7 separate regions of the Mus musculus genome follow, and all the other regions are linked to region 1. The links are chromatin contacts, called in public HiChIP or PLAC-seq and promoter capture Hi-C maps. All regions are on one chromosome and are shown on one strand. The core of a region is the stretch at or near the end of the contact, and the rest is flanking DNA. Distances in the headings are between cores, read along the strand shown. Region 1 holds the start of Cep112 (centrosomal protein 112). Region 2 holds the start of Pitpnc1 (phosphatidylinositol transfer protein, cytoplasmic 1). Region 3 holds the start of 1700096J18Rik (RIKEN cDNA 1700096J18 gene). Region 4 has its middle 23 kb from the start of A830035A12Rik. Region 5 holds the start of Helz (helicase with zinc finger domain). Region 6 holds the start of Rgs9 (regulator of G-protein signaling 9). Region 7 has its middle 8.9 kb from the start of Gm39440.

What was found. Promoter capture Hi-C pulls out the DNA fragments that hold promoters and counts their contacts. HiChIP or PLAC-seq counts read pairs in DNA pulled down with a chosen protein or histone mark.
Region 2: a promoter capture Hi-C map of embryonic stem cells shows a contact between it and region 1, with 2.6 times the contacts expected there. The contact joins the promoter of Pitpnc1 here to the promoter of Cep112 in region 1. A contact is called at or near these places in 2 of 39 promoter capture datasets (embryonic stem cells and hippocampal neurons) and 1 of 115 datasets of contacts at active chromatin or transcription factors (astrocytes).
Region 3: an H3K27ac HiChIP or PLAC-seq map of extraembryonic endoderm stem cells shows a contact between it and region 1, with 12 times the contacts expected there. The contact joins the promoter of 1700096J18Rik here to the promoter of Cep112 in region 1. A contact is called at or near these places in 5 of 39 promoter capture datasets (the 3T3-L1 cell line, cranial neural crest, frontonasal cranial neural crest and 2 more), 4 of 115 datasets of contacts at active chromatin or transcription factors (embryonic stem cells and extraembryonic endoderm stem cells) and 1 of 9 other capture datasets (embryonic stem cells).
Region 4: a contact with region 1 is called in an H3K27ac HiChIP or PLAC-seq map of embryonic stem cells, with 7 times the contacts expected there. The contact joins the enhancer-like site here to the promoter of Cep112 in region 1. A contact is called at or near these places in 2 of 39 promoter capture datasets (hippocampal neurons and pre-B cells), 2 of 484 Hi-C or Micro-C datasets (B cells and cortical neurons) and 1 of 115 datasets of contacts at active chromatin or transcription factors (embryonic stem cells).
Region 5: a promoter capture Hi-C map of liver shows a contact between it and region 1, with 2.1 times the contacts expected there. The contact joins the promoter of Helz here to the promoter of Cep112 in region 1. A contact is called at or near these places in 7 of 39 promoter capture datasets (the 3T3-L1 cell line, embryonic stem cells, hippocampal neurons and 3 more), 3 of 115 datasets of contacts at active chromatin or transcription factors (astrocytes, embryonic midbrain and embryonic stem cells) and 1 of 9 other capture datasets (embryonic stem cells).
Region 6: a promoter capture Hi-C map of hippocampal neurons shows a contact between it and region 1, with 7 times the contacts expected there. The contact joins the promoter of Rgs9 here to the promoter of Cep112 in region 1. A contact is called at or near these places in 16 of 39 promoter capture datasets (the 3T3-L1 cell line, 3T3-L1-derived adipocytes, the C10 cell line and 10 more), 1 of 15 datasets of contacts at CTCF or cohesin (embryonic stem cells), 6 of 115 datasets of contacts at active chromatin or transcription factors (astrocytes, embryonic stem cells, fibro-adipogenic progenitors and 1 more) and 2 of 9 other capture datasets (adipose tissue and embryonic stem cells).
Region 7: an H3K4me3 HiChIP or PLAC-seq map of stem cell-derived neural progenitor cells shows a contact between it and region 1, with 13 times the contacts expected there. The contact joins the enhancer-like site here to the promoter of Cep112 in region 1. A contact is called at or near these places in 8 of 39 promoter capture datasets (3T3-L1-derived adipocytes, HPC-7-derived erythroid cells, cranial neural crest and 4 more), 18 of 115 datasets of contacts at active chromatin or transcription factors (T-cell acute lymphoblastic leukemia, bone marrow-derived macrophages, craniofacial prominence and 10 more) and 2 of 9 other capture datasets (adipose tissue and embryonic stem cells).

The regions. Positions count from the first base shown.
Region 1 is chr11:108,423,238-108,427,469 of GRCm38.p6, forward strand. Cep112 (centrosomal protein 112) reads left to right here and starts at 2,029. Exons shown (of 27, transcript NM_001373899.1): 1 at 2,029-2,114.
Region 2 is chr11:107,468,412-107,472,643 of GRCm38.p6, forward strand. Pitpnc1 (phosphatidylinositol transfer protein, cytoplasmic 1) reads right to left here and starts at 2,309. Exons shown (of 9, transcript NM_001359616.1): 1 at 1,480-2,309. The coding sequence starts at 1,527.
Region 3 is chr11:109,344,348-109,348,579 of GRCm38.p6, forward strand. 1700096J18Rik (RIKEN cDNA 1700096J18 gene) reads left to right here and starts at 2,520. Exons shown (of 2, transcript NR_027883.1): 1 at 2,520-2,705. 1600015H23Rik (RIKEN cDNA 1600015H23 gene) reads left to right here. Exons shown (of 2, transcript NR_166879.1): 2 at 1-306.
Region 4 is chr11:107,509,043-107,513,274 of GRCm38.p6, forward strand. No RefSeq gene overlaps it. Among named protein-coding and RNA genes, the nearest start is that of A830035A12Rik, 23 kb to the right of the region's middle. Within about 2 kb of position 2,214, at least 95 of the 459 cell types and tissues checked have an H3K27ac peak or open chromatin away from gene starts, as enhancers often do. A contact at or near this core is called in embryonic stem cells, where this site is marked.
Region 5 is chr11:107,545,509-107,549,740 of GRCm38.p6, forward strand. It overlaps Helz (helicase with zinc finger domain), which reads left to right and starts at 2,425. Exons shown (of 33, transcript NM_001368755.1): 1 at 2,425-2,473; 2 at 3,838-3,893. It overlaps Gm39426 (a long non-coding RNA gene), which reads right to left and starts at 2,486. Exons shown (of 3, transcript XR_003949607.1): 1 at 2,413-2,486; 2 at 1,274-1,515; 3 at 1-1,159.
Region 6 is chr11:109,295,872-109,300,103 of GRCm38.p6, forward strand. It overlaps Rgs9 (regulator of G-protein signaling 9), which reads right to left and starts at 2,310. Exons shown (of 19, transcript NM_011268.2): 1 at 2,067-2,310. The coding sequence starts at 2,123. Gm39441 (a long non-coding RNA gene) reads left to right here and starts at 2,359. Exons shown (of 3, transcript XR_880277.3): 1 at 2,359-2,579.
Region 7 is chr11:109,208,482-109,212,713 of GRCm38.p6, forward strand. No RefSeq gene overlaps it. Among named protein-coding and RNA genes, the nearest start is that of Gm39440, 8.9 kb to the right of the region's middle. Within about 2 kb of position 2,545, at least 17 of the 459 cell types and tissues checked have an H3K27ac peak or open chromatin away from gene starts, as enhancers often do. A contact at or near this core is called in stem cell-derived neural progenitor cells, where this site is marked.

The sequences.
Region 1 (4,232 bases), core at 779-3,278:
AAATGGGTGGCCTGATCCACCCAGCTGCAACAGCAAAAAAAAAAACGATCCTCTATAAGCAACCCAAAGTACCTCATGCCATTAACCAGTTCTCTGAGGCCCTGGGCTGCCGAACAGCTACCCAGCTTCTTAAGGCTACCCACACGTGTAGGGCAGAGATGAAGCAGAAGAAGCAGCGAAGGCTGCCAGCGGCCAGTGCTGCGAAGAAAGCTGTTGGCAGAGGAGACCACCTGCTCTTCTAGCAGGAGCCAAAAAGGTAGAGAATAAGAAAGCTCCACTCTTGGTGATTGCACACAATGTAGATGCTACTGAGCTGTTGGTTGTCCTGCCTGCCCTGTGTCACAAGGTGGGGATTCCGTGCAGCAGCATCAAAGAGAAGGCCAAGCTGGGGTGGCTGGCCCACAGCAAGGCACGCACCACTGTGGCCTGCACCCAGATTAACTCGTGAGACAAAAGATAAGCTGGTAGAAGCTATCAGGACCAATGACAAAGCCAGGTACAAGGAGATCTGCCACCACTGGGTGACCTATGGTTCCCATTTTCAAGCTGGAAAAGAACTTGCCACTGAACTAGGTTAATTGTACACTGCTAAGTTTTCTGTCCATAAATATAGATTTAAAGTCATCCTTCAAAATGTACAATATAGTTATGGCCCATAGTCACCACGTTGAATGGTGACTTTAGTCCTCTTGAATTTCTTTCTTCTACTTGGAAGTCTGTATCCTTTGATCAGTAAGTGCACCTCTTCCAAGTGGTCTCTGACTCGTCTCATTTCTGCATACGTGGGTTTTACAATCTGATTCTTAGTACCAACGATCTGGATTGTGGGACAATCGCTCAGCTGCGAGTGTGCTCAAATAATGCTTTTGGAAACCAAATATTCTTGAAAGCATTCTTTCTTCTGTAGTACAAATTGCCTCTGAAATAATGAACAATTGCTGTCTCTTCCAGGGAGGTGGATTCCAAAGTGCACCTTGAAAGAACGTAGTCTTCTTCTGGAAGCTGAAAACAGCTAATTGCAAACAAGCGACTCCTCTACTTTCCTTATGTAAACTTGAAAAGATGCTTCAAGCTGTGCTTCAATTGAGGTTTGGCACCACACTGAGTGCATCGCAAAGACTCTGCAGAGGGATTCTATTGTGAACTTAGGTGAAAAGCAGCGGCACACTGCATTTCATTGAAGGGAGTGTTTTTTACAATTTAAATTTTGTTTCTGTTGGTATTTTAAATTATCCAGTTCAGAGCTTCCAGAAACGTAAAAGATCAAAGAACACCAGTACACAGCAAAGTTGACCGCCCGAGGTCCACCAGACTTCCTGGGAAGCGCAAAAATACATTTTCTCCCCTACTTGATGGTACTATTCTGTACAGAGTGTTAAACAGAAAGCTTTTAAATTTCAGTTCAGGATCTTGCAGGGTTAGTGTTTTCAGACTTATGATGGTTCTAAATAACAAATGTAAATATCCTGCTCGTTGTTTTGAATAATTCACCTCTGGAGTGTGAACTAACAAGGGTAAATTTTCATGCTTCGGACTTACTCAACGGTGATGTCTGTTCAAACGACAGGCTTTTCTGCCAATTACTGTCCAGTAGTTCCATCACTTTTGAGTTTTTCTTGTTCTTTCTCCTCAATCTTTAAAGTGCTCACAAGCGACTGAGTAAGAAGTCAGGAAGATGCAGCATCCACTGTATAGTCCAGGGATCACAGAAGATTAAGCCTGGAAACTAACCGTTCTGGGGAGATGGGCTAAAACCACGAGCTCGGCGCCTGCGCAGTAGACTAGACAGTTACCATAGCAACGGAGCTGCTTGCTGGCGCCATTTCTCGGAGGGTGGGGAAACAGTGAGGAGGGAAGTCTCCGCCCTTAGCATGCGAACTGCCCGAAGGGCGGAAATTCCCGCCCCCTCGGACTTGAGGAGCAGTGACAGACCTAACCCGGAGCGTCGCCATGGCAACAGAGTTGAATGCCAGCCGCAGCTCGAGGGGGCGGGACAGGCGAGTTTGCTAGTCCCGCCCCCGGTTTGCTGGACGGCCCGCAAGGATTTGAAACCGTTTGGCTGTGGCGGCTGGGCGTCGGCGGCCGAGTGGACGGCTTGCTTGTTGGGGCGCCAGGTTCTCTCTCTCTTGTTTCTCCCATCGACAATCCCCACCCGCCTCCTACTCCCAGGTTCTGAGTGGAATTTTGCGCGGGATGGAGCCCCCGCGCGTGCGGGTTGGCCCGGGGAGGGGCGTCGCCCGCAGGCCCGGGACCCGCGCTTGCGGCCTGTGTGGCGCGCGCGCCGGCGGGGTCAGCAGCCGAGCGACGGCCAGGGAAAAGTTCTCAGGAAAGTTTGGGCAGGCGGCATGGCGGGACCCAGAACCCCGAGGTAGGGGGCTTGCGGTTGTGAGAAGAGGTCTGTGTCCTGGAGCAGGTAGGAGAGCGGCCCGGGCCTGGGTGGGCCACACAGGCGCCGCTCCCGGTGCCCACTCGGGCGGAGGAAGTGACCGCCAGGAACCGGACCGCTGCAGTTCTTAGGTGCTGTCAGATCAGTCAGAGGAGGAGAATCAGACTGCAGGCCGACTCCGAGAAAGTCCTGATGAACAGTGAACTTGCAAGGACCCAGACTGGAGTCCCTGCCCTTTGGGGACCCAGCCTGGAGTCCTTGCCCTTTGTGGGGACATAGAGTGTAGTGATCCAGAGAGCAAATAAATAGGACCGCTGACCTTTGTTTCATCTTCGAGACAGAGTGGAATTCACAGAGATCCACCTGCCTCTGCCTCCTGAGTACCCCCCCCCCCATCAGTATGCTGGTATTTTTATGATTTGCATTTCCTATTTAAAGATACATGAAAGTAAGATAGAAAAGGCAATCAAAATGCCAGTGAACCTCATTACACAGCGACCACCTCTCCAATGCCCAGCAAAGCGGAGAGGAGGATAATTGTGCAGTATTCAGGTCCAGGATTGTCTCTTGGATTTGGGTCAGGTCCTGCACACTGTTAAGCCCCAGCTTCAGGCCTGTAAAGGACAATGGGAACTGTTCCTGTCAAGTTAGGTGCATTTGATGACATGCCGGGATACAGTTATGACACTCATAGTCTTGACCTCAGATATTTTCAGGAACTGTCCAACTTGTTTTAAAGAGAGTCTCTCACTTGGACCTGGGCTCCCTGATTAAGCTTAGCTGGCAGCCCAGTGTCTTCTGGGAAGGCTTCTGTCCCCCCTTCCTTCAAAAAAGGCAAAACAACCAAAACCCCCAAATGTGCCCGGGTAACCCTTGTTGATTTGTTGGCGTTTCAGGGCTTCTGTGTTATTCTTCACAATATACTCAACATATAATCTGATGGAACAAAAAGCATTTACACAACTTTCAGGAATAGATTGCGCTTGGCGAGGGGCATGCTCTGCATATGAAGTGTGTCTCTCCTTTTTAAGGATGTTACTATTGCTGGCTTGCTTGAGGTTTGCTGACTTCTGTGGCAGCCAGGAACCCTAAGAAGGTCTTAGCCCATTTCATATTTCATAGCTGTCCACAAAGAAATGGATTTTTTTTAAAGGCGAGACTAATGAGTTAAATAAAAGGCAGTATAAATACAGAATATAACTAAAAGGAGAGCCACCCAACTTCTTTTATTCCTTCTGAGGAATTCCTTTTTATTCCTTTTGTATATGCAATAGTCACATTGTAGTCGGTATCAGTGAAAGGCATACTATGAGTAATTTAATCCTAAGCCAGAATAGAGCTTTACTTATTTTACAGTTTTTTTTTAAATGGTTTTTCTCCATAGCTCTGGCTGTTCTGGAATTCACATTATGTAGACCAGGCTGGCCATGAACTCACAGACATACCTGCTTCTGCCTCCCAAGAGTCAGCACACACCACAGTGCCAGGCTTTTATTTTTCTATCTTGATACCTTAAATTCAAAGATCTGAGGAATAGTATAAAAACCTTTTCAACAGCTAGACATAATTTATGTGCACAATGTAATTTGTGTAGCAGGAATTCCTTCAAAAATTGAGATGTTAATTTATATATTTTTTGTTGTTGGCGAATGAATAGGGGCAAGGAAAAGCAGACTTTTAGCTTCACTATGTATCACTCCGGCTCTGTTTTTACGTGGGTTTGGCATGCACACAGATTTGGAGGCCAGGGGTCAAACTTGACCTCAGATATTTTCAGGAACTGTCCAACTTATTTTAAAGAGAGTCTGTCACTTGGACCTGGGCTCCCTGATTAAGCTTAGCTGGC
Region 2 (4,232 bases), core at 1,059-3,558, 950 kb before region 1:
GTGTGTGCACGTCCAATCCCATTCATTTGCCTTTCTTCATTCTCCACAAAGCTGTATGCTGCTTCCCCATTGATAAGGCACCTAACTACCATTTAAGACCTAGTTCAAAATGCTGCCACCCCAGAAACGCTCGTTGATAAGGCTGGGGGTGGGGAGAGGGGCATGGCTAAGCTATCCCTCTCGGTCTTTGGCAGCCAGTGTAGAGTGTCAAGTGTTTTGTAAACTTCAGGCTACTTTGATCCTACCTTGGATTGTCCTAGGGTCTCACCTTAACACTGGCGCCAGATGCAGAAGGAAGATTGCCCCCACCACCACCACCCTGGGAGGTGGGGGGGGGGGCAGGGAGCCAGACATAGTCTGAGTAACACAAAAGCACAAGGCCCCTTTCACAAAGTAGTGAGTAGATCACATGTCTGATAGATTAAATGCACCGGTTTTAAATACAAATACGTCGTGGATCGCTGATTTCATTTGTTGCCACATCAAACCACAGGAGTCTTTCCCAAATTGCCTTGATTGGCTTCATGTTCTGGCTGTGTGTCCCTGGACAGACGCAAAGCACTTATGAAATATCCAAAGAGGTGGGGAGAAAGGGGAACGAAAAGGAAGCCCGGGCCGGAGTGACCCTCACTGAGTCACTGTTTCCTCAATGGCGGAGCTCGCGGATAGGGGGGACGGGGGGCGGAGAAGGAATCGGAAGAATGCAAGCTGACCTGCGCGTGGAGGCCGAGCCCTTGAGCGGGGAGCCCCCCACCCTGCAGCCCCGATACTCAGAGCCAGGAGGGCCCGGCCTGACGGCCTGGAGCGCCCTCCGGTGGCCGCGCCGCAGGCCCCACCACTGGGGCTCTTCCTAAGACCACGCTCCCCGCCGCGGAAGGAACGAGACACGCAGAAAGTTTCCGAGCCAGGCGGTCAGCAAAGGACAATCCAGATCGCGGAGGGAGCCTGGATGCTCGGCTGGGCAGGAGCCAGCGCCTAGACCGGAGGCGACAAGAAGTCGGGTTCTAAACGGACCCTCTCCAGGCCTCCCACATGCCCCCAAGGCGGGACTCTGGTCTGCAGATCCCACCCGCGCGGAATTTGTCCCTGCAAGCCCACCTTGTAAAGAGGACATGGGGACAGTGGCTACCACCACGGCCGGTTACCCCGATACTCCGGCTGCAGAGCATGCTTGGGCTCTTATACTCTGTGCATTTGCTTAATTGGAGGGAGGGGGCGCAACAGCTCCCTGTGACGCATTGTGGTCCCCAGGAATCTGATTCTAGATGTCCCCGAAGAGCTCACCTGGACTCCCCCGCCCCACCCCCACGCCGCCTTTCCTCTGCTGGGGTGACGAGTGGGAACAGCGAATCCCCTGCCTCCTCCCCCTCCAGCCTCCAGGTTTGGGCGCCAGGGTTTCCCCGCCGCACGCAGTGGACCCGCCGGCCGAGTGGTGGCGGCTGGGGACCCGGAGCGGGCGAGGCCGGGCGCGGTGCCTACCTCGTCCACGGTGAGCGGCATGCAGATTCGGTACTCCTTGAGCAGCATGTTCCTGCCGGCCGCAGACCTCGGGAAAGAAGGGGGCGTCCCAACAGATGAGCAAGGCTGGAGCCCAGAGGAGGGCAAAGACGCTGGGAACCGGCAAGCGAAGCAGCCCCGGTGGTGCGCTCAGCTCCTAACTGCCTCCGGTCCGCCCCGGAGCATGTCAAGCTTCGGGTCCCGGTGTCTGTGACTCCCCCGCCTCCTTCCTCGCAGAGATCAGCCCTCTCGGTATTGCAAAGTCAGGCACTGAGGGAGGGAGACCCGCGGGAGACAGCTCGGATCAGCAGCCCCGGGCTGGTAGGCGCGGCCACCAGATCAGGACATGCCCGGCGGCGGGCAAGAGAGGCAAAAGGAGGAGGAAAAGGGATTTCCACAAATTCAAACAAACGCACAAAAGTCTCCTCTGGATCCTCCTCCGAAAGCAGAGCTGAACCTGGCGAGCCCCCTTTTTCTCCTACCCGTCTACCGTGGGTTAATGTCACCAGGAACACATTGCCGCGGGAGCAGGCGATGCTGACTTTCCAAACAAAGGCTCGATGGGCTCCTCTCCCCGGGCGGTAAACAAGATTTCCTGCTCTTTTTTAGGGCCAGTCCCCGAGTCTCTCCGGAGCTCAGCTGAGAGAGAAAAGGGAAGCCGCAGCCGCCAAGGCTCTGCCCTGCTCTGGGCCCCGGGTGTCTTCAACCTAGGCGGTTGGCTGCCAGCGGCTTGCGCGCGTCCCCTCCCCCGAGTCCCTCGGCTCTGAGAGCGCCGTGCGTGCCCGTGAGTTTGCAGCCACCTCGCCGCGACTGGAGAGTCCGCGCCGAGCTGCAGTGTGCCTGGGGCAGGGAGGTGGGTGCGGGAGGAGCGAGAGCGACGAGGCTGACATCAGCAGCGGCCGCGGCGGGGAGGGTAGCCCCATCCGGCCAATGGGGAAATGGCAAAGAATGTGGAGGATTTAAACAAAACAGCATGTCTCTCCCGTCTGCTGCCAGACGCCAGGGCTGTCCCAGAACCTAGAACAGCTAACGCAAAGAGAACAGAGAATCGCAAAGAAGCTATCCTGGACTCTTACAACGTTGGATCTGTTTTCAAATGTAACCTGGGTGCCATAGGGCTCTCTACTTAGTCGCTTTGGAAACCGTTTCCAAAGTGCACTAGTGCCCCTTGACTTTGGGGCTGGGGGCGTGTTTACAAATGCTCACAGCGAACATTTTTTTCTCTCTGATGGAGTAAGCAAGGCCGGAGCAAGAGAAATGATGGTTTTAGAATGGGTTTTTCTAACATGCTCTCAAGGCGGAGTTCTGCAGCAGTGTTGGTGAAAACAGAGTAAAAATGCGTGCGCGCTCGCAACCACACACACACACACACACACACACAGAGAGAGAGAGAGAGAGAGAGAGAGAGAGAGAGAAGCATTGCCTGCTACCTCTTTCTCCCTGGCTCTCTGCAATCCCAACTGCAGGCTTCCCAGAGCAGAAAGAATAGGTTTTCGTGTCAGCACTCCTAAGTTCAAAAAGTCACAGTGAAATGTCAATAAAAATGCCCGGGGTGTTGGTATTTCATCCATATTAAACAGATCTCTCATTTTAACCACAAGAAGCACATTCTTTAGTTACTCAGGAAGCAGCATGTAACTGCTGAAGTCTGGTTTTCATTTGTCTGGCATTCGGTTTTGGTTTGTTTTTTTTTTTTTTTTTTTTTTTTTTTAGCTTGTTTTCCTAAAAATGGAGGAAAAAAGTGCATCCACTGCCTATAGGAGGATAATGTGTAAACATCACTGGCTCTCAAACATAGATGCATATGTTCACACAAACGTGTGTGTGTGTGTGTGTGTGTGTGTGCATTTGTGAGTTCTGGAGACCCACATTCACCCATAGAGCTTGCATTGGGCAATGCAGACTCTGCAGGCCTCAATGGTATAGTATGTTAAAATGATGCTCAATAAGTCACTAATCAACATAATGAGGGTGGGCTCTGGCTAATGTTGTCCAGATGACCCAAGTTTAGAGCTCAGGGAACATGATCCAGCCTGCTAGGAAAATGACACCCTAAACATAGCTTATATTCTGGTAAAGAAAGAAAGAAAGAAAGAAAGAAAGAAAGAAAGAAAGAAAGAAAGAGAGACAAAGAAAGAAAACTATTTTCTAGATAAATGCTTCCCAAAGTTGGCTCTGAAATATTTACAGCAGCTAATTAAAGGTAAACCAAACACCCTGAGAAATTTTGTTTTGTTTTGTTTTTGAGACAGGGTTTCTCTGTCTAGCCCTGGTTGTCCTAGAACTCACTTTGAAGTCCAAACTGACCTTGAACTCAGAGACCTACCTACCTGCCTCTGCCTCCCAAGTGCTGGAATTAAAGGTGTAGGCTACCACCGTCCTTCAAGGTAGATCATTAAATTTGACCTGATAGTGTTGAATTGGAAGCTTGTGAGACAAAAAGAACCCAAGATGATTTTTTTTTCTTTTTTCCTTTTAGCAGAATGGCACTTAATCATCTTCACAGTGGCTTCCTACTGTGTATTTCCAATTATCTCTAGACTGCTAATACTATCTAATGTAATGTGCATGGCATGTGAATAGTTGTTATATCGCATTGTTCAGAGAGTAAGGACATCTGCCATGTGTTCCGTACATTAGTGGTTTCTGAGTATGTTTTGATCCGTGGGACAGTGGATGCACTGACAGGGAACCCACAGACACTGCTGGCTGGCTGTACTTTTCTTTTTCTTTTC
Region 3 (4,232 bases), core at 1,270-3,769, 920 kb after region 1:
AGGGAGCTTGAGGTCAAAATCCAAAGTCTAGTGGCTTCCAGCTTGGCCCTCACTTCGCCCTCCTTCTCCTCTTCTTGGCCCTCAGATATTTAGAATGATGCATTACACTCCGTAGTGGTTTGTGTAAGTGTCCCCCCCCCCCCAGCCCTGGCATCTAGACACTTGGTGTGGTCCCCACTTGGTGGCGCTGTGTGGGGAGGCTGTGCCACAGTCTGCTTCATTCAGCTCCCTGAGGTTAGCACTGTCTGATATTACTAACTGGAATTTTCCAGGAATAAAAAAAAAATCCATTAGTGTCTTCGCTGACCGGAGTATATGATTATAATTGTCCTATTTATTATTAGCCACTGTTGTGATGCCTAATTTATGACTCAAACTTTGCTGTCTGCAGTGTCCAGACTGGGAAATAAACAAAGTGCATGTGCGATTCAGAACTGGCTACAGTTTAGTGCATCCTTGGAGCATCCTGACACACATCTCTCTGGATAAGGGAGGGTCACTGTACATAAAATGGGAACAATGGCATTCCCAGCTTGTGTCATGGGACATACCACCTGACTATATGCCGGGAACTGAACTCAGGTCCTCCACAAGTGTAATGTGTACCCTTAGCCACCGAGTCATCTCTGCAGCTTGGCTGATGGCGTTGTTGCTTTGTCTAGTTTTGTTTTAGGTAGATTCTCATGCTCCTGTCTCTCAGGCTGGCTCCGTGTGGCTAGGCATGACTTTGGACTTCCGATCCTCTCACCTCCACATCCCAAGCGCTAAGATTACAGGCAGGCACCGTCATACTCAGGTTTATGTGATGTTGGGGATGGAACTCAGGACTTCCTTCAAGCCGAGAAAGCATGGTACCAACTAAGTTACATTTCCAGCCTTCAAATTGGTTATCTGTTATATTCTAAATCTCTCTGAAACGTAGTAGTTTTACCATAACAATGGACACTATTTTATATAGTTCCAGAAGCTCTAGAATTTGGAAGTAGTTCAGCCTCGGGGCCCCACCCAGGGTCTCTTGTGAGGTCACAGGCATTGTTACCTGCCTAGGGTTGAGCTGCAGTGACTCTCAACCTTCCTAATGCTGCAACCCTTTAATTCAGTTCCTTACCACAACCATGAAATTATTTCATTGCTACTTCATAACTGTAATTTTGCTACTGGTGTGAATTGTAACACAAATATCTGATATGCAGGATATCTGATATATGACTTCTAAGGATTTTCGACCCACTGGTTGAGAACCACGGAACAAGGGTCTGTTTCTGATACTGGTGTGGCCTCTGTGTTGGTGTTGCCTATAGGCAAGAAGCATCAACTCTTTGCCACACGATCTCTCTCCAGGGGGCCACTTGAGTGTCCCCACAAGATGGCAGCCAGCTTCTCCCCTGCCAGGTGACTCAAGAGAATACAGAAGCTATGGTGTCTTTTATGATCTACCTTCAGAAGTCCCCCTATACCACCTTGTTTACCCAGGATGGCCCTGTCTATTTGGGGAGGGGGCTACAGAAGGACAGGAACACTCATTATTAGCTACTTTTCTTGTTGATGACTAAATATCTGACAAGAAATGATTTAAGGACTCAGGATGTATCGTGGTTGAGTTCTGGGTTCAGCTCCAAGGACTACAAAAAATGAACATGGTGGTATGTACCTGTGATCTCAGCACTTATGAGGGTTAGAAGTTCATGGGCTTTCTCTGGTTTAATGGTAAGTTTGAAGACAGCCAGAGATATGGGTGGTCCTGTCTCAAGAAGTAGAAGGAAAATTGTAGGAGGGGAAAGAGGAGGAGGAGGGAAAGGGGGAGGAGGAAGAGGAGAAGAAAAAAGAAGAGGGGGAGGAAGAGGAAGGGGAGAGGAAAGAAGAAGGTGAGGAGGAGGGGGAGGGAGAAGGAGGAGGACTTAAGAGAAGGGTTGATCCTAGCTTATAGCTTGAAGTCTGTCATGATGGGGATGAAGCCATGGCTGGAATGTGAGATAGCAAGTTACATTGAGTCTCTAGTCAGAAAGCTGAGAACAGACAGGAAATGGGGCTTCCAGGCAATAAGAACTCAAGGTCAGGGCCCCCAGCGGCTTGCTTCCTCCAATAAGGTTTCACTTTCTGAAGGTTCTACAACCTTCCCAAACAGCGTCACCTGCTGAGGACCAAGTGCTCAAACACAGGAGCCTGTGGGGGACACTGCACATCCAAATCACATTACAAAAGGAACCATGTTGGCGTGCTATCCTGTGTGAGCCAGAGACCGGGCCCCACAGTTCAGATGGGAGAGAGAGAAAAGAAAGAGTCCTAGGGAACACTAGGATTGTTCTTAGCTCACTCTTTATGATATCTGTTGCCTTCCCTTCCCCCTCATGCCCCGCACCCCATTCTTTCCTCCAGTCAGATGTGAGGACTGAGTCTTTTATAATCAGAAGGGCACGGGGAAGAATGAGACTGTTTACACAGGCAAGCAGAACCTTTGTGAGGCTTTGGGGGGTGGGGTGGGGGGTGGGATGACCTAATGAGTTAAATGCTTGCTGGGCAAGTGTGAAGACCCAAGCGAGTGTGGATTGCCAGCCAGCACCCACTCAGAGCTGAGCCAGAGAGCATGTCTCCAGTCCCTAAGGCAAGTTGTGAGGTAAAGACGGGAGAGTCCACGGAGGCTGAGAAGCCAGCTAGCCTGTGGGCACTGCAGTGGACAGGAGACCCTGTCTCAGGCAAGGTACAAGGTAAGGACAGATGCCTGAAGTTGTTCTCTGGCCTCCACATGACCAGCATGGTATACATACCTGCACTCTCACCAAGAATGTACACACACACAATATACACACAACACACACACACACACATACCACACACACACAACACACACACAACACACACACACACAACACACACAACACACACAACACACACAACACACACACACACACACACACACACACATGATTTTTATCTTAAAACAACCATATGAGAGACCGTGAAAGGATTGGCAGACACTGAGAAGGGAAAATGTTTATAAATGAGTGGAAGAGGCAGAGGAGACTGTTCAACAAGAGCCAAACAAACACATTTAAGCCAGCTGGAGTAAGACAGTAAACGGTAGGGCATAGGGTTTGGCTGAAACATGTTCAAAGTTCCTGCAGGCTTGTTTGATGTGGGGATTTAGGCTGAGTAAATGGATTTGAGGAGTGTGAAAAAAAATTCTCCTCCGAGGGACATTTCAGGAGCTTGTCCCCGTAGGGTCAAGGCAATACCAGGAAGCGAACTTTAATAGCTTCCTTCTATCAGCGTAGGAAGCTGAAGCCGATAAGGAGTTGGAATGGAGTCTCCCAGTTTGAGGAGCTTCCCCAAAAGGAAACTTTGGAGAGGGAGATAGTCTGTGTTTACACAGCATGCCTTCGATGTCTGCACTTTACACAAGCTGTATCCTAGGGCCAGGCTGAAGATAGAACTGCCTGACCTAGAAAAGCCTACGTCTGGGCACAGTGCCCAACCCAGCACTGGGAGGGAACTTCTGCCCAGCCCTGCCCAGCCCAGGGGCTCAGAGTGGGGGTGGGGGACTCCCTGAGCACAGCAGACACTACACAGGATGTACTCAGGGTTTAAGCAAAGCCCGGAGGGTGGTTTGGAGAGCTAACCGCTCAACTTTTAGTATTGGGGTGAGGGATGTAGTACAATGGTAATATCATACTTGCACAGGGCACTACAAGTCCTAAGTTCTATGCCCAGCACCACTAAGAAAGTGAAGGGGAAGGAGACTCTTCTAGTTCATTCTCCCATTAACAAAAGGACATGTTACAAGAGGCCCCTGATGTATGATATCTGTCCACCCATCTAACAATAAAACTTAATGAAGATTGGTGTAGGTTCCCTAAATACTCCCCGAGTGTTCCCAAAAGGAGCACCCATGATTTGCGCATCAGTGGGTTTGTTCAAGATGATGCAGGTTGGGGCGGCACGATTTGAATCCACGTCGCTCCTTGAAAGCTGACCTTGGGCAGCTGTACTGTAGGGTCGGGGAGTCTCTGTTTTCTCCTGCAGAACAGGAGACTACTTAACAGATGAGAGACCCTTCAATGGCGCCTAGAACGCAGCAAGAGACCAGGAAGCCAGGAACCAGCAGAGCTGCCGTGGTTGCATATCTCCGTAAACCCAACATTTGGGAGGCCACATGGAAAAACCACCCAGGGTTCAAGAACTGACAGGGCTACACAGTGAGTTCCAGACCAGCGTGGGCTATATAAATAGTGATA
Region 4 (4,232 bases), core at 964-3,463, 910 kb before region 1:
TTTCCTAAGGTGATATAACACACATATCTACTCCAGATAGGGAGCCCACAACAGACCACAGTACAGATACCACTGAAGTCCAGCTTGGTGAACCAATACGTTTTATTGGGATTATACACAGGACCAAAAGTGACTTGGACAAATGCATGAGGAAAGCTCACTCCAGCATGCTTACAGCTCACAAAAGCTGGGCACCAGGAGCACACTGCACAGCACAACCTATAGGCAGTTCCACTGGTGAGTGTCCTTTCCAACTGCGGCAGGTCCAGACTTCTTCCAGGCAGCTGGCCTGAGCACACTAATCTTCTTTACAGCTTTGCTCAGGCTGAGTGTGACTCAACTATCACGGCTTACCCTGGCAGGGAGGGACTAGTGAATCTGGTCAGTTTCAGGGACTTCCTGAAACTATTTTTTTGAGTTGTTTACCTGTCTATTTAAAAGAGCTCCCAGGCAAGATGAAATGTTTCAATTCCAAAGGAAACTGTTACACATCATGGGCTCTGTTCTCTCCACTGCTAAAAGCAACTGAAAGCATAGTTTTTAAATTGTCCATCAGATGATGGGGGAGGGGAAGGAGGTCAGGGTGGTACACTCCAGGAAGCAAAAGGATGTCAGGGTAGGGATGGAGCATCTGTTTAGTGCAAGTGATGTGAGGGGTGGGTGGTATGAGTCCCACCAAGCTTCCTGTATCAGTGACCTCCTGTGAGTGAGCTGGATTAGGGGCTCTTTTGGGTGCAGTATGGGGGAGGGAACTACGGGAAGTAACCACCTGCTCCCTCTAGTGGAGCCTACTTCCTCTGCTTGATCAGGATGGAGCCAGCTGGGTCTGGGAAACTGCTCTAGGGCAAATTTACTGGCCCCAGGGATTGAGGCCAGGGGAGTTACTATGGGACATGTGTGTTTGCGAGCTTGACTATATGTGTGTGTGCCCGCCCAGTGAGAGAGAGAGAGAGAGAGAGAGAGAGAGAGAGAGAGAGAGAGAGAGAGAGAGCGCGCGCGAGCGCTCTGGAGCATAAAATATCTGAATTATATAGAGAGGAGCCTCTGGGGGAAGGGCAGCCCAGCCTTGGGCTGCAAATTCAGGATTGGGGGCAGGGTATACCAGGTGGGATTGAGGACTGCTGGGAGGACCTGGAGACCAGGTCGGCTTTGATATGTAAAGTATACACCTCAGTCCCTTGCCTGAAACCAAACAGTGAAGAGCATTGCATACTCTGCTCTTGCAGAGGAGACCCAATCAATGCCTCTGGCTTCCAGGGGTACCAGCACTCACGTGCACGTACCAGCACAAGCACACACATAAATAAAACCAAATAAATCTTAAAAAAATAAAAAGTTAAAAGTTATCCTTGGTTACATAGGGGAATTCGGAGCCAGCCTGGGCTACATGAGACACTACTTCACTCAGTCACTCAAGGCTCTAACTCTAAGGCAGTGGGGAGCCAGGATCCTCCCTGTCCTTCCCTGTTCCCCTTTTGCTGTTGTTCCACCTCAAAATGTCACAGCAGTAGGGCAACATTCTCCTTGTTGGTCAGAGATACCATCTCTTCACTCAGCTAACTCCCAAGTTCCCTTCTGAAGCGGTGGCTCTTTAGTGGTGGCCAATTCCGACCTTCCCTCCGTCAGCTTCAGACTTCCCTAGATCTCCTCCTTGAAGTGGCCAGAACACAATGCTTGCTCCGCCCCCGGGCTCAGGCTGGCCCTCCCAAGCCCCCGGGAGAGCTCACGAGGAAACCCACCCAGGCATGGGGAGTTTCTTGTGGCATTTATGTGAGAAAAGTGCCAAACTTTGAGAGACCTAAGCCTACAGAAATCCTGTAATTTTTCTCTCAGGCCAGTGAGCAGATTGCTGCGGAATCCAGACTCTGCTGTATCGCCCCGAGCTCATCCCTTTCTCAAGATGAGCTCAGTTTTTCCTCTAGAGGAGAAGCCAAAGGTTCCTGAAGGACTGCCTCTGTCTGTCGTCTATGTCATTATTTGCTGCAAGGCTGGTGTTAGGCACGTGGTCCCAGCGTGGCAAAGGAGCCAGCAGGGAGGCTTAAGCAACTCCGAGCAGAGCCCCGCCCAGGCCCTAGGGGGTTGAGACCCAGAGGTCCTTGTGACAAACGCATATCAAAGGCTTTCATCAGGTGAGGGGATGGAGGGCAGGGAGCAGAAGCCAGAGGCTGGCTCTTTGTGCTTTGAACTTTTCTTGGGAAAATAACATCTGCTACTGCGTTTCTTGCTAAACAGGCAAGGTGAGAGGGGAATCAAAGTAGCTTTGAGGAAACTCTGAGGCAGAGAGACACAGTGGGTGGACCTTCCAGAAGCTTCTCCGACCCACAGCCTGCAGGTTGAAACCAACAGATATTTCGGAATCACGTTCTTCATCGGTTTTTATTTCTCCCCCACGGCCCCCACCTTTCCCCAGGCAGGACCGATGCAGGGTGGGGTGATGTCTGCTATTACAGAAGGTGTTTATGGCGATCAGTGAACAGTCCCTGGCACTGGGGAAATTAAAAAATACAGACACAAGAGATGAGTTGGTTTTTTTTTTTTAAGTCCTGTTTTCCCAAATACTGATAATATTATACATTTCCTTCCATTCTTGATCAGTCTGTGCCTTTTAAAAAGTGGGAGGCAGCCGGGCATGGTGGCACCCGCCTTTAATCCCAGCACTCCAGAGGCAGAGGCAGGAGGATTTCTGAGTTCAAGTCCAGCCTGGTCTACAAAGTGAGTTCCAGGACAGCCAGGGCTATACAGAGAAACCCTGTCTCGAACTCCCCCCAAAAAAGAAAAGTGGTAGGGAAGCATAGTGGTGGAGTGCATGCGTAGCCTATACAAGACCCTGAATTCACAGTACTCTTCCCCCCCCCCAAAAAAAAAGGGAAAAATTTTAAAACATTGATTGATTGATGGATTGATTGTGTGTTTTCACCTCAGTGTGTGTGTGTAAGCCAGAGGACAGCATTTGGGAACCTGCTCTCTCCCTCAGTCATAAAGGTTCCAGGAACTAAGGTTTTTGACTTGGCTGCAAAGCCATCTCACAAGACCAAAAAAAGATTTATTTTATTTTAGCATGAGTGGTCTCGCGGCATGTACACCTGTGCACCAGCAGAGGGCACCAGATCCCAGTATAGATGGCTGTGAGCCACCATGTGATTGCTGGTTATCAATTTCTGGAAGAACAGACAGTGCTCTTTTTTTCTTTTCTTTTTTTTTCTTTTTTTTTTTTTTTTTTGGTTTTTCGAGACAGGGTTTCTCTGTGTAGCCCTGGCTGTCCTGCTGGAACTCACTTTGTAGACCAGGCTGACCTCGAACTCGGAAATCTGCCTGCTTCTGCCTCCCGAGTGCGAGTGCTGGGATTAAAGGCATGTGCCACCACGCCTGTCCAGGCAGTGCTCTTAACCGCAGAGCCATTTCTCCAAACCCAAGAGTTTTTCTTACATAGAAATTATATAGGTAAAGTGTGTGTGTTGACTTTTCCATTTATTACATCATGAATCGTGTGTGTGTGTGTGTGTGTGTGTGTGTGTGTATGTGTGTGTGTGTGGAGATGTAGCTCAGTGGGTAGAGTACTTGCCTAAATGCCCAAGGCCCTCGTTTCAGTCCCCCCCACACCCAACCCCCAACAACTACACAAGAGAGGTTTGTGGCACAGGCAATTCAAGCACTCAGGAAGTAGGGTTAGAAAGATTAGAAATTCAAGGTCATCCTGGGCTACAGATTGAGTTTGAGGTTAGCCTGGGTTACATTAGAGCCTGTCTCAAACAAACAAACAAACAAACAAACAAACAAACCAGCTGGTAGGATGTGTAAGGTGCTTCCTGCCAGGCCTGATGACGTGAGTTTACTCCCCAGGACCTACATAGAAGAAAAAAAGTTGTCCTCTGACCTCCATTTACCAGACCCCACCTTCAGTCAATCAGTGTAATAAAAATCAGCCGAACAAAATGTTATGTCATGAGCATTTTTCCATTGGCGATATTCCCTGTAAGAGAACTCTGGCTCCAGGCACAGTCAGCGGGCAGCCCATGCCTCTCCTGCCATGCTGAGAGATGCAGGCTGCTAGCTGCCCAGGCCGAGCCCCACCTGGAGCTTCCCCCAGCCCGCCGCTGCCTTGCTTCCAGGTTCAGGCAGAGTTGCCCGTGCCAAGGTTTCTCCCATGGGCCCTTGTGAAGCTTTCCACAGCTTCAGCATCAACGGCACTTTTGTCTGCTCCACTTGGGGGAGAGGACGGTATAATCTGTTTT
Region 5 (4,232 bases), core at 1,175-3,674, 880 kb before region 1:
GGAAATATTTTTCTCAGGGAAAGATCGTGGGGTGATGTAGGGAAGAGAGAGGCCACACTGGACTCATTATGGAGGAAGGGCAATCTCATATTGATCTTGTAGGCTATGGCTGGGAACTTAGGCTCATCTCAATTGTGATGTGAAGGCGTAAGTAAGATTTGTATTTCACAAATGTGAACTACAACTGTCTATCTGAGTTGGTCAGAATGGAAGGGCAGGCCCGGAGCGGGAGAACCTCCTGGAGGAGGTTCTTTCAGCACAGGTAACAGGTGGCATCTGGGACAAGAACCTGCCAGAACACACACCAGAGGCAGTGACATAAATGGAACCTGTCTTTGGGCCAAAGCTTTTCTAAAGCAAAGAAAGGCTACCTAGCAAAGAGGCAGCTTGGCAGGCATAGCCCGTGTGCTTCGGTTGATTACTTACTTACAAGGAAGCTCAGATCGCCCACTTGAAGTTGCCAATCATCACATTAGTGCATCCTAGTGGCTAAAGAAATGCAGGAACTGGAGGAGGAGCAGCTAGGGTACCCTGGAAACAAGACGTGGGCGCCTTCCTTAGCAGGGAGAGCCAAGGGACAGGTAGTGGACACCCTGACCACCCTAGAGGTGCCCAGAGCTCTTGTCTCCAACTCAACTGAAGCTTCTCAGAAGCTCTGAAAAGCGGTGACTCAGGGGAGGTTCCTCCCTGGAAAACCTCTTCCTAGTCCGTTGGAATGACTCACCTGCTCCCTCCCTCAAGAGTGACCCCGGGGCCAATCCCTTAATGAGTCCGCACCTCACCCTTCTCTTCAGGCTGAGACAATAGAATGGTGGAGCTTTTGGCTCCCTGCGGGCAGAGGTTGTCAGCAATCACCCAGGTAGCTAAAGACTGCTCTGGTGGGATCCAGAGGTGACTAAAAAAGGTAGATCTAAGACCCTTTGCACCGAAAAGAGTGTGTTTGCGCGATAGTGCCTGTTGCCTCAGGATCTTTGAATTTACAGAACCATTTAACAGCAAGCTTTGGTATATTGGAGATTTATTTATTACTGGGGATTAAACCCTCGCTAAAGCTAAACAACAGGATCTACCCGGAAGTCTCGGAGCATTTTCTTTTGGACACAAATCTTGCTCCGGGGAGGCGAGCATCTAGAGGTCCTCAAACTCAGCAGTGCTGACACTGGAGGAAGAGAATGTATAGGGTGGGGGTGGGGAGTTAATGAACAGACCTACATTTCTGGCAGGACTAGGGCTGCAAGGAGCTGGTACTTCATGGAGCAAAAGGGGTGGTCACCTGAGCTAGGTGTTGCTCGCCTGAAGCAACGCGGGAGGGGCGGGGAAAGCGCTGGGCTTGTCTTGCAACCAGAAAGCAGATGCCCGCGGGATGCTCGCAAAGGTCTGTTGCCGGCGCACGGTCGCCTCCTACTTCCTGCGTCCTGGTCGCCTCCAAGCCACTCTGGACATCCCCCTCCTCTCTCTGCCCAGAGCCAGCGTGGCGCCCGCCCTCTACCTTGTCCCGCCGCCTGGGGTCGCCGCCTTGTGGGAACAGGACAGTTGAAACGCGGTAGGCACTACCCCCCAACCCACCCGGGGGACCCCCTCCCGGCCCAGGCGCGCATCCACGCCCCACCCGGACTCTGCAGCCGGGTTCTCTTGAGTTACCTGCATGGGGAAGTCACAGTCCACAATTTGGACTCTAACCCGGCTGAATTCTAAAGCCACATTCCTAGGGGAGGGGGTCCTCCGACCTAGAGGGTCGCAGATCACATTACCGGCCAAGAGGAGGGGACCGCGCGAGTAAACTGGGGTAAAAGTTGCATTTAGCTTAACCTTCCCAGATCCCAATTGCAGCTTTGCGGGCGGATTGACTCGGCGTTTCACCGAGTTCCTGGGATCCTAGGGCCCCAGAGTGGCTTCTTAGGATACCGACACTGTCCCCGCGCGCGAGTGCGACATGCCTGGCGGATGCCCCGGGGCGGGAAGCGCGAGCGGTAGCAAGGACCTGGAGCTGGGGGAACCGCTCGCAGGCGTGCGCATTCATGCGCTCATGCATCCCTGCATACATCTATGCATCCGCTAGCCGGCTCACACACCACCCGCGTCCGGGACACGCCGTGTTGATTGAATGCAGGAGTAGGGTATCTGGCTACTAGGGCAGGATCGCGGCGGGGCAGACAGCAGCTCGCGTAAGGAATGGGGGAGATAGGGACGGGGGTGGGGGGAAGAGAGAGCACCCCAAAGGCACAGTTGGAAAACTGGGTGTGTGAGTAGGGGTGTTCCTTGAGAAGTCTCGCAGGCGCTGAAGGGGGCCGGGCGGGCCTCTGGGGCCAACTTTCCGGAGGGAGGTGCAGCCGGAGGGGGCGGCGCCGGCGGCGGGAGGCGGGAGTCGGGGGCCGAGGGGGGGGGGGAGTCACTTTAAAGGCTCTTTCTTACCCATAATGCTTTGTGGGGACGTTGACAAGTGGATCCAAGATGGCGTAGAAAGTAATGACAGGTAAGTCCTGACTTCCCCGTTCTCCGCTGCCCGGGTCGCTTCAGGAGCCTCCAGAGCCATCCGGGGAGAGGCCCGGACTCTCCTCGGGTGCTCCGGGTCCGGGACAGCGCGGCCCCGGGGACAGCGGGGGATCCCGCCGGCCGCCGGCAGGGCCTGGGGAGCGGGGCTCTCTCAGAGGCGAGGCCCGGACGCTGGAGCTGTTTACTGTTTCTTCCCCTCCTCAATCTCCTTTTCCCTCCGCTGGGGGGCTGAGGTGCCAGGGACCCAGGCGGTGGCCCGAGGGTCCTTGCACACGCCCGAGGTTCGGGGGGACCCGGGAGCCCGCGCGAGGCTGCTCCGGCACGGGCCGACCCTGGGGTCCCCGCACGCCCCGCGCCCCAGGGTCGCGGCTTAGGGTGGGGAGCGGGCGGCCTCCCACGCCGCGCGCGGTGCAGCCCTCCGGGTTAGCATTTCCACCCAGGGTGGGGCGGCGACCCCAGGGCAGGGGACAGCACGAAAGTGGGTCAGGGGGCGCCCCTCCCCAGCAGAGGGCTCTGCTCAAGATTCACTGTGGTCCCCCTCTCCCCGCCCCCCTCCTGGGACATGCGTGGCCCGTGAGCACATCTACAAAAACAAATGCACAGTCTCTTCCTGGAGGTGTCTCCAAAGGCCCCTTTCTTTCCTTCTCTCTCTTTACCCTCAAGGGCTCGGACACATAGTCCTAAGTAGGAACTGTGATTTCTCTCCCCAAAATGAGTTGAGTCTTCTGCCCCCTGGCCTTTGCTGAGGGTCCTCACAGACAGGGCTGGAAGCCAGAGCCTTCAGATTCCTTTTGGGTTGGGAACCTTGTTTTTTTTTTTTTTTTTTTTTTTTTTTGTTGAGCTCCGAAATTGGCATCCTTTCTCCCTTGCAAAGTTACACTTTTTAGACAAGCCATTAGGATAATCAGAAGTGTAACTTCAGAGATAGTGGATGCCGGGAGCAGCCGGGGGAAGAGGGAGACGTTATCTGGCCTAGTTTGTTCTTGATTTTGCTCTCTTCACTCATATGAATAGCTTTTTTCCCCCCCTCCTTGATTTTTTTCTCCCTTCTTTTATTTTTGAAAGTAAGACTAATCAGTGTAGAATAGATGAGTTTATTATGTTTAAGGTTGAAGACTATTTTCTAATCTGTTGCTGAAAGAAAATATTTTCAATTTTAGGTAAAAGAAGCAAATTTTTTTCCCCTCCAAAGCTTCATCCTGTATCTTTTTTTTTTTTTTTTTTAAATAACTTTTTCCACTTGAAGTGTATCCATATTCTTTTACTAAAGGACTATAAAATGCTTGTAACTGGTAACAGCTCCAACTGGTGTTGCATACCATCTTCTTTTTCTGTTTGCTCCAGGAACTGGATGAAGTAATTGATCACTAATGAACTACAGAGCCGGTGAGATGTGCAAGGTGAGACTGAAGTTCAAAAACTACACCCTGTTTCCCCTCTTTCTTGTATCCAACTCAAGGGTCAGGGAAAGCTACTTTCCAAATAGATCAGTCAGCCGACTGGGATACAGGCAAGGCGAGATTTAGGAAAGACATACCATCCTTTTTAGTGGCTCCCACTTATTCATACGTACTGAAGCTTTTCTAGAGCTAAATGTTAGCTGTGGCTATATACTTGATCAATGTCTTTTCCAGGAGTAATTATAGTTTGCCTCTTCTCATTTCCTTGGCTAACTTTAATGGGATGGTCTGGATTTAATCTGTTTTCACGTCCATTGCTTGCCCTACACTGAGTATAAG
Region 6 (4,232 bases), core at 1,060-3,559, 870 kb after region 1:
CACTGATGGAGTGGAGAATAGTACCTCACCTGGGTCCGCATTCTGCTGGTCCCGGCCTTTTTTCTGAAAGCCTGGTTACTAACTCAGGTGGATAACTGCTGAGGACTTTCTACCATAGGCTCCTGAGGTTCTGTAGACCTCTGTTCTGTCCTCTGACCTACGGGGTTCTGTGATCCAACTCAAGACCCCAGTGGGCACAGATGGGAAGCAGACAGGATCCTTACCAGGACAAAGCAGCTAGGAGAACAATACTGTGGGTGAGGAGGACACAGTCTGTAGATCCAGAGAGGGAAGTTGCTCTCCCCATGGAGTCAGAAGGACCCTGCTTCACAGAGGAGCGGGAGTTTGGCAGAGGGGGGAAAGGATCTTTCTGTAAAAGCATGGGGTCCTAGAGAAATGAGGACATTCTGAGTGACAGCTTAGGGTGGCTGGCCTGCTTTGTTCTTCTCCTTGGAGGGCAGGAGTGGGAGTTGAGTAAGAGGAAGAGCCAGGGAGATGGTGGAAACTGGGCCCCGAGCAACCAGGCTGCAAAGGGTGGACAGTGTCCTGTGCATCTAGGAAGCCAATGGGGCCAGGGGTGGGGGGAACATCCTATATGAGAACTCACTCAGTGTGGGAAAGAAAACCAATGTGTATGAAGGGTGTCAGGGAGGAGGGGAGAGGCAGTGAGGACCATGAAGTAGGGTGAATGCAGAGGCTGTGTAGAAGAAGAGGTTTGGCTGGGAGTAAAGGGGAGATGGGCTAGATGGGACTGGACAGGGTGTAGAAGGGGAGGCTGGGGTGGAGGTGAGGGGGGAAGGTTAGGATGGAGAGAATCAGAGGACAGGCTGGGGAGGAAGTGAGAGGGTCTGAGGAGGAGCTGAGGAAGATTGTGTGGAGGTACAGCATGCCGGGGGTGTGGGGGGAGGATGCTGGAGAGCAAGACACCACTCAGAAGGCCAAGGGAAAGGATGCATGGGAGTGATAAACACACGAGTGCTACAGATAGGTGCTCTAAGCTCCAAGCCAGGGCCGTCCTGCACGGCAGGAGAAGACCAGCCTAGACACGATCTGAAAATGACGTTCGACTTTGGACCACCAGACTTGGGCAGCCTCTTGTCCTTTCAGGAGCTGGGAGCTGCACTGTCTACTCTCCTGAGTGAGACAGTGTTCCCTTCTGTTTACGGCATGGCCCTTACATCTCTTCTATCTGGCTTCTCGGGGAGATGACCAGGTGTGCCGAATGTCCTGGTGTGCCCAGGTCTGTCCAGCTTTTAACATCTTGTAGATTAGGATACTTAGTCACCAACTGCACCCAGTTGCTAAGCTCCAGAGGCTCAAGGCAGGGAGGGCCCAGCTTGTCACAGAACATCCATCGGGCTAATTCCCTCAACAGGATAATCCTATGAAAAGTGGCATGAGCCAGAGGTAGGGCAGACAAGTGACCTGGGACTTAATCCTGTGAGTGTCTCTTCCCACACTGTCTAACTTAAAAGCCCAGAACTAAATGAACCACTTTGTCCCCAAACACGTCACCCCATAGGTACATTCCACCTCCCACATGTCCATCGGGAACGGACACCCTGTTCTGGCCATTAGCCATCGACAAGAAACGGTTCTAACTATACAGAAAACACACAGATTGCCATCCTGGGATCAGGGGAGGCTCTTGATCCCACAAATCACATTTTCCTGGTCTTTTTATACACACAGGCATACACACACTTAAAAATCCTGCTGTTTAGTATTGGGGGAAATGTTCATTTAATAGCCGATTCCTTGTAACAATATAGGCTGTCTCAAATCACCGCGCAGCTTCAAGCACTCTCCTGAGTAACAGGTTGTTTTTGGCCTGCAGCAGACCATCACGGCTGCCTTCGAATTCTCCACTACAGTTTACGCGAAAACCCAATCATTATGGTTTTTAAATACAACACATAGAGCCACATAGAAGTCATTTAGTAAAATTGGGCAGCGCGGATCGACCTAGATGGACGCCCTCTGCCCCTGCCCAATCTTCCCTTGGACACTCCACATACTGGGTCCCCGCCCACTTGCCAGGGTCCAGATGGGGATTCCCAGGGTACCTTTTGGAGAAATGCCATCCTCGGCCTGTACTGCTGGCCTTGGTGTCGGATCGTCATTCTGGACCCTGGATGAATTCACGACCACAACACGAATGGGAGCGAAAGGGGAAACCCCCAAGTTCACAAGCCAGCCTGGTCTGCCCCAGCCTGGGCGTAGACCGGGAGGCACAGAGAGCGGAGCGCGCAGGGCCCAGAATACCGCCCTCCACCCCTCGACTCTCCCTCGCACCCGCCGACATGCAAAGCAGCTGGAATTCGCGCCAACCAATCAGCGAGCAGCGCCGCGCGCTCATTAGCATGCACTGCGCGGGCTCCCACCTGCCACCAGGGGGCGGCGTCCGGCTCCACCTGGACCAAACCTCAGGTAGGAAGGCCAGATCAGGGATGCTGAAGCTAGAGCATCTGCCCCAAGGTGTGTGAGCCTGTTAATCTCTTTATATACAGAAGTGAGACAGAGCACAGTGGGAAAGGAGCTTTCCGACGCCAGCTTGCAGGAGAGTTGGACATCTTTGGGTAAGTCAGCGCTAAGAATTTCTTTATAAGAGAAGAGAAAATTTTAAACAGTTTCATGGTATCCAATAGAAGTGTCCATGAAGCTTCTAATAGATAAGTGAGCAACGCTGTGATTGTTCCTAGATAGATATTTAAGATAAAAAAAAATACCAGATGTAGACTTTTATTAATTGGCCTAACAAATAGACTAACTAGTAAGATGTTGGTTTCAAGAGAGGAAGAAGTGAAGAAGCCCATAGACACTCTTTAGCTAACTGTGTGCCCTTAGGCAAATTATATTTTACTTCTAATTCCCGATACTTGTATTTGTTTGTCTTTAATAGACTCTTAAAGGAACTTTTAAACTGACCTAAAAATTGGGCAGATGGGACAGAATAGATGCCTCCAGAGTGGCCACCTGCTCCACACATTCATAACCCCCCTCCAGGGTCAACCTGTCTGGGGAGATTGGTATGTGTCACCAATTGATGAGCCTATATTGGCATATATCCAGAAAAAAAAAAAAAGGATGAAGCCTCCACTTAGTCTACACAAGCAGGATAGATATACAATGTCGCATCTCGCATGTTTAAGTTGAAAAAGAACAAAGGGATTCGCCTTAGTGGTGCTCAGTCAACTGGTATACCTTTAGCATCTAAGCCCTTATCCACTATTTTTTTTTCCTTTCAGGCACATTTATTTGTAAGAATCCGTTGAACGCTGTGGACACTCTCAGAAAGCATGCTCACACACATGTTCACATAACACTGACTCCAGTTTGCAAACAATGTCAAAGTGCTCGTTTCCCCTGGGCCCCATGCAGAAGCCCCCACATCACAAACTTCAGTGAAAAGGATGTGAGCTCTCCAGGGATGGGTTGATGCAGAGGACCGGGGTTTCTGCCAATCATACCAGACCTCTGAGAAGCGTGTTCCTTATGTGAGCTGGGATCCCAGGAAAAAGCTGCAATGTCTTGACGTTTCCTCATGGAACAACTTCTGGGTTTAGTGTTACACGGAATACACATAAGCAAATAAAGCCAGCATTTCTTAGTTCTATAAATTCTGAGTAAGGAAAATAGAGGTGATTTCCTAAGGGGGTGGATTGGGAGCTTAAGTCATTCAGCAATGAGGAAAATCGAAAATGTAAGGAATTGTGCTCAGCTCTAGAATAGGAGCCGTCGTAGAGAGCATGCTGCTCACTGTCATCTCTTCTTTCAAGCTTCCCTGTGAAGCAGTCATATTTTGGAGGATTTTCTCTTAGCCTATTGGACCAGAGATGCTTGGTGGGTGTACCAGAGGCTGGTCCTCAGCCTGCGATGTGGTTCCACAAAGCTTAGGTTACGCTTCTTAGAGTATTTATTATATTACCTTTGCAGATGTCAACCAGAGCCAGAGAGATGGGACATGGAGACAAGAGGAATCTGAGGTGAATTGCGAGCTGAATTCAGGGGGGAAGCAGAAATGAAAGATGAGTGGAGGAAGCCAGAAAACATAGAGAAGCCAGCAAACAGTACAGGCAGAAACCAACAGGAGCTGTGAGGCAGGTGAGAGCCCCTTGAGGCAAGCTGGGCCAGGGCCTTCCCAAGGGCAAGAGTGTCTCTGGGGCTCTCCCGCAGAGCTAAGTCTCTGTTCCTTCCAAAATGCTCCAATATGTAATTTGATATAAAAGGTT
Region 7 (4,232 bases), core at 1,295-3,794, 790 kb after region 1:
ACACAGGGTGGGGCATGTCTACACATATGTGCAGGTGCATTTCAAGGTCCCAGGTTGACATCGGGAGTCGTCTTCTGTGGTTCTCTCAGTGGAACCAGAGCTCACTCATAATGGTTGATTTAGCTAGATGGCTTGCTCTGAGGATTCTCTGCCTCTGCCTACCGAGCAGCAGATTTATAGACCACTGCCACACACACACACACACACACACACACACACACACACACAGGTCCTTGTGCCTGCTCAGAAAGCACCTTCCTCACTGAGACACTACTATCATAAAGCTCAAAGGCGTATGTTTTCCATCCCATCATGCACTATGGGTCCATCCCTGTGTCATCACAGGATCTTTACCAACTGTACATCCTGACATTCTATAGAGGCAGTGTTTACTTTGCTGTGCTCAGTGTTGGAGAAATAGCTGGATCTCAAACTCAATGACTATAAACAATGCAGCAATTAACATCCCTGGCCATGACCTACTCAAACGGTTCAGAATCTCGCTGAGCTTCAGTCTGAAATGAGATGATAGATGTAAGGTGTCCGGAAAAGACATGATTGACCAAGGATGCTGGAGAACATTAAGACGGAAAGTAAAAACAATAGTATGTGTCTTATTTTGCCCTTGAGACAGAATTAGCCCAGGTTAGCCTTTAGTTCACCACGTAGCTGAGACTACTTTTGATCAATTTCGTAATGCCTACTGCCTCTACAGTAGACAATGCACCACTCTGACCAGGTGACGGCAAAACTGCTTTTAAATACATGTATGTCTTCCTCAAGATTTAGGTTTATACTTTGCAAGTTTCTAGTTATATTTGGTAGATAATTTGCTTTGCCCTTAGAACCACCCTGCCCAGATGCCCTCTGCAGGCTGACACACTCACTGTGTCCCAACTGCTGTGTGAACTGACAGCAAAAGTCTCAGAGTGGCCCCAACTGCTGTCTGCAAAACTGTCATTGGCCTAAGGAACCAGTTAGGTTGGATGTATCTGGAATGTCAGTTCCCCACTACCACTAACACAGCCACAGCCACCAGACAGTGGCTATAGAATGCATAAGACAGCTTTCTTGCCCCAGTGGGACCATCATTCATATTGCAAATCTCCAGTGCAGAAGTGGGAAAAGCCTAGCTTCAACAGAGGCCTCTCTTCGTCGTCTGCTTCCTTCGAGTTTATTCAAGCTTCTTGCCCAGAGTTTCTTTCAAGCCATTTGCAGGAGATTCCATGTTTTGAGTGATTCCATCCTCAGAATAATTCCTGGGGAAGAGCATGAAGTTAAGACAATGGCCCTCATGTCAAGCCCAGCAGCACTGGAGCGGGGTATAGGGGCGAGCGGTGAGATGCTATCGGAAGGTTGTCTATCTCATAACTTCCTGCTTAAAATACCCTCAAACAGATACGCAGCAGATGCCCTTATCCAGCCAAATAGGAGCCTGTGAGCCACTGAATGGCCAACAGCAAGCCAACACTGGGTGGAGAACACGATGCCCCATGACCCTGCACAAAGAGAGGCCAAACAAGCCACCTAAACAGGACCTAAGAAAGCCAAGGCGCTTTGCAGGGCTGACAGGCTAAAGGCAAACAGAGATATCATCAGGACAAAGTTCAGAGCAGGGCCAAGGTGAAAAGTGAACTGTCTGACCCGGGTTCATAAGCATCAGCTGGACAAGGACATGCATTGATACTAGAGCCACCTGATGCTCTCCCAGTACAAACAATAATAACCAAAACACCTGGTACCGCCTTTGCGTGGATAAGCCAGTGTCTTTAATCTCTTCCTTCCTTCCTTTCTTTCTTTTCCCCTTGATGACTGAAGTACCCACTCTGTGGGGCCTTCTGCTAGAGCCACACTGGTAATAGTGACAAGACTTTGATGTCCCCCTCATTCAACAGAATGTTGTTTAGTTCAAAGTGAGGAACAGAGGCAATTCTTTGCTTTTAAATTATTAGCTCCCTAAGTCTTCTGTAATGATATAGTTTGACTGAAGTGCGCAGTTTATTAACTACATAAAGACGACATTATCAGAGCGGAGAAAGGCCGCTGCGAGTTTTGCCTTTCAGCCTAGCAGCAGGGGTTTCTGACACTTTGATCTGCATCAATGCTAAATGTCTTTGTGAGATAGAGGGAGCGGGCTGAAATTATCTTTGGCAGGGTGGTAGCATCAATTATTCAAGCCCTTTTCCTTATGAATTAAAGTGTTCTTCAACTTCTACCCCACTTGTGGGCCCGGGTGGGGTTTTTTCCCCCTTTTATTGTTGTTTTTCTAGTCAGGAAAGGCACTCGGAATAAATCTCCAGGCAATCGCTACTCATACTCCGGCTGACCTTTGAAAATCCACATCTCCTCCTTCCTAATTGCTCTCTCCACCCTCAGTTCCCGGCCTTGGTCTTCTCTGAGGTGACCCAAAGGACTGTTGAGAGAAAAGGGCACCATTGTCTCCACTGGGCTTCCTGCCAAAACGGTCAGCAGAGACCAATGAAGGAGCCTCTTGACAAGAAGTGTCCGTTTGAAACTCAGTGAAGCAGAGGCACCCACACGCCACTCGAAGCCCTTCTGGATGCCCTCGGCAACACGCTGGCTCCCGGTGAACAGCTCCATTCTCAGATTGCCAGTGTGATCCTGAACATGGTGCCTTCCGGGATGTGATCTTGAGGCTATTATGGACTAACATCCAAGAGTGAGCCATCAAAATAAACCAGGAAGGTATATTAGGGAAGGGAAGACTGGAGGGGAGGGGAGGGGGAGAGGGGAGGGGAGGGGAGGGGAGGGGAGTCAGAGTGCATTGGTGTTCAGTTATTCCCTCAATAGCTGCAGGGAAACGGTCCTAGAAACCCCTCCCCCCAAGATACCAAAATCTATTAGTGTTCAAGTCCCATATACACTTGCTATGATTCCAGTTTGCTCTTTTTGTTTTTGTTTTGTTTTGTTTTTATTTTGTGAGGACTTGTTCTGAGCCTTGTCCCCTAAATAATGTAGTGTGCAGTCTGCACAGAGCCTACACACATCTTTCAAACCCTTAAGTAAGCCGAACCCATCTCTATGGTCAGCTTATAAAAGCTAAAACTGCAAAAGCCACAATGAGCACATAGACAGATGCTGGAAGTGCTGCCCAGTGGTTGGCCCTGACTCCAGCCATTTTAGACATAACAGTTCATGTTGACCTTTAATGCGATGGGTCCTGTGTGAAGCTTACAGTTGTGGAATTTCTTAAGATTAACAAACCTCTTAACATAGAGAACCCAACAGGGTATGTGGTCAGCATGACCCTGCTCTGAGTCAAGTTATTTTTTCTACATCAATGACTAGCAGGCATATTACAGCAACAATATGAAATAGCTGTCAGGCATGGAACAAAATGGCTGTAGCTATGCTCAGGGGTGAGCCTTAACAACACAATATACCTTGGTCATATTTGTCGTGCTCAATTTGTGTTGCCTGACTCCTCCTGAGCATGCGTCCTGCTCTGGTGGGTGGTTGATATACTCACTCTCCCTCCATTGAAAAATACTCATTTTTTTCCTTCCACGGCAGAGATCACTTGGGAATAGCTTCTTGGCTAGGGGTAGGATTTCATTACCCACAGCCACACCCAACCTGTACTGGGATTTCATCTGGCTTGAGCTTGTTCGAGACTTGCGAATGTTGTCCCAGTTTCTGTGAGTTCATCTGCCCTGTTACATCTGGAAAACTGTTTTCATCCACACCTCTGTCTGGCCCATACATCTCAGTTACATCTAATTCCTAACCTAACATAAATGCTACATAAGAGCGTGTCCACCGTGCTGCCCAGGGAATAATGGCAAAGAGGGAAATTCTGTGCCTGTCCAACAGGTTCGGTTGTTTTCTGAATGCTTTCCAGTTTGGGACTAGTTGGATCTACATATGCAGAATCAGCAGAGAGCGCTGACTGCCCTGGGCTGAGCATGGTTTCTGGACACTTCGGTTTTGGATCACTAATCTTATCCCATTCCTGTCCTTGCACTTGTGGGAAACAGCCCTGGAAGGTACTAAAGCTTAGCGAGGGGCTGAAGAGAGGAGGCAGGAAGTGAGAAAGCTAGCAAGGTGGGTACTGTAGACTCCTCCATGACGGGGGGGGGGGGTCACTAGAGATGAGTCTCAGAAGGGTGTTGATCCTCAAACTCAGCCCTCTGTTGAGTAGGATCTAGCCTAGGCATGAGGCCTCTAGGTCTAGACATCAAAAATACCAAATGTGCATATGTGGCCAGAGT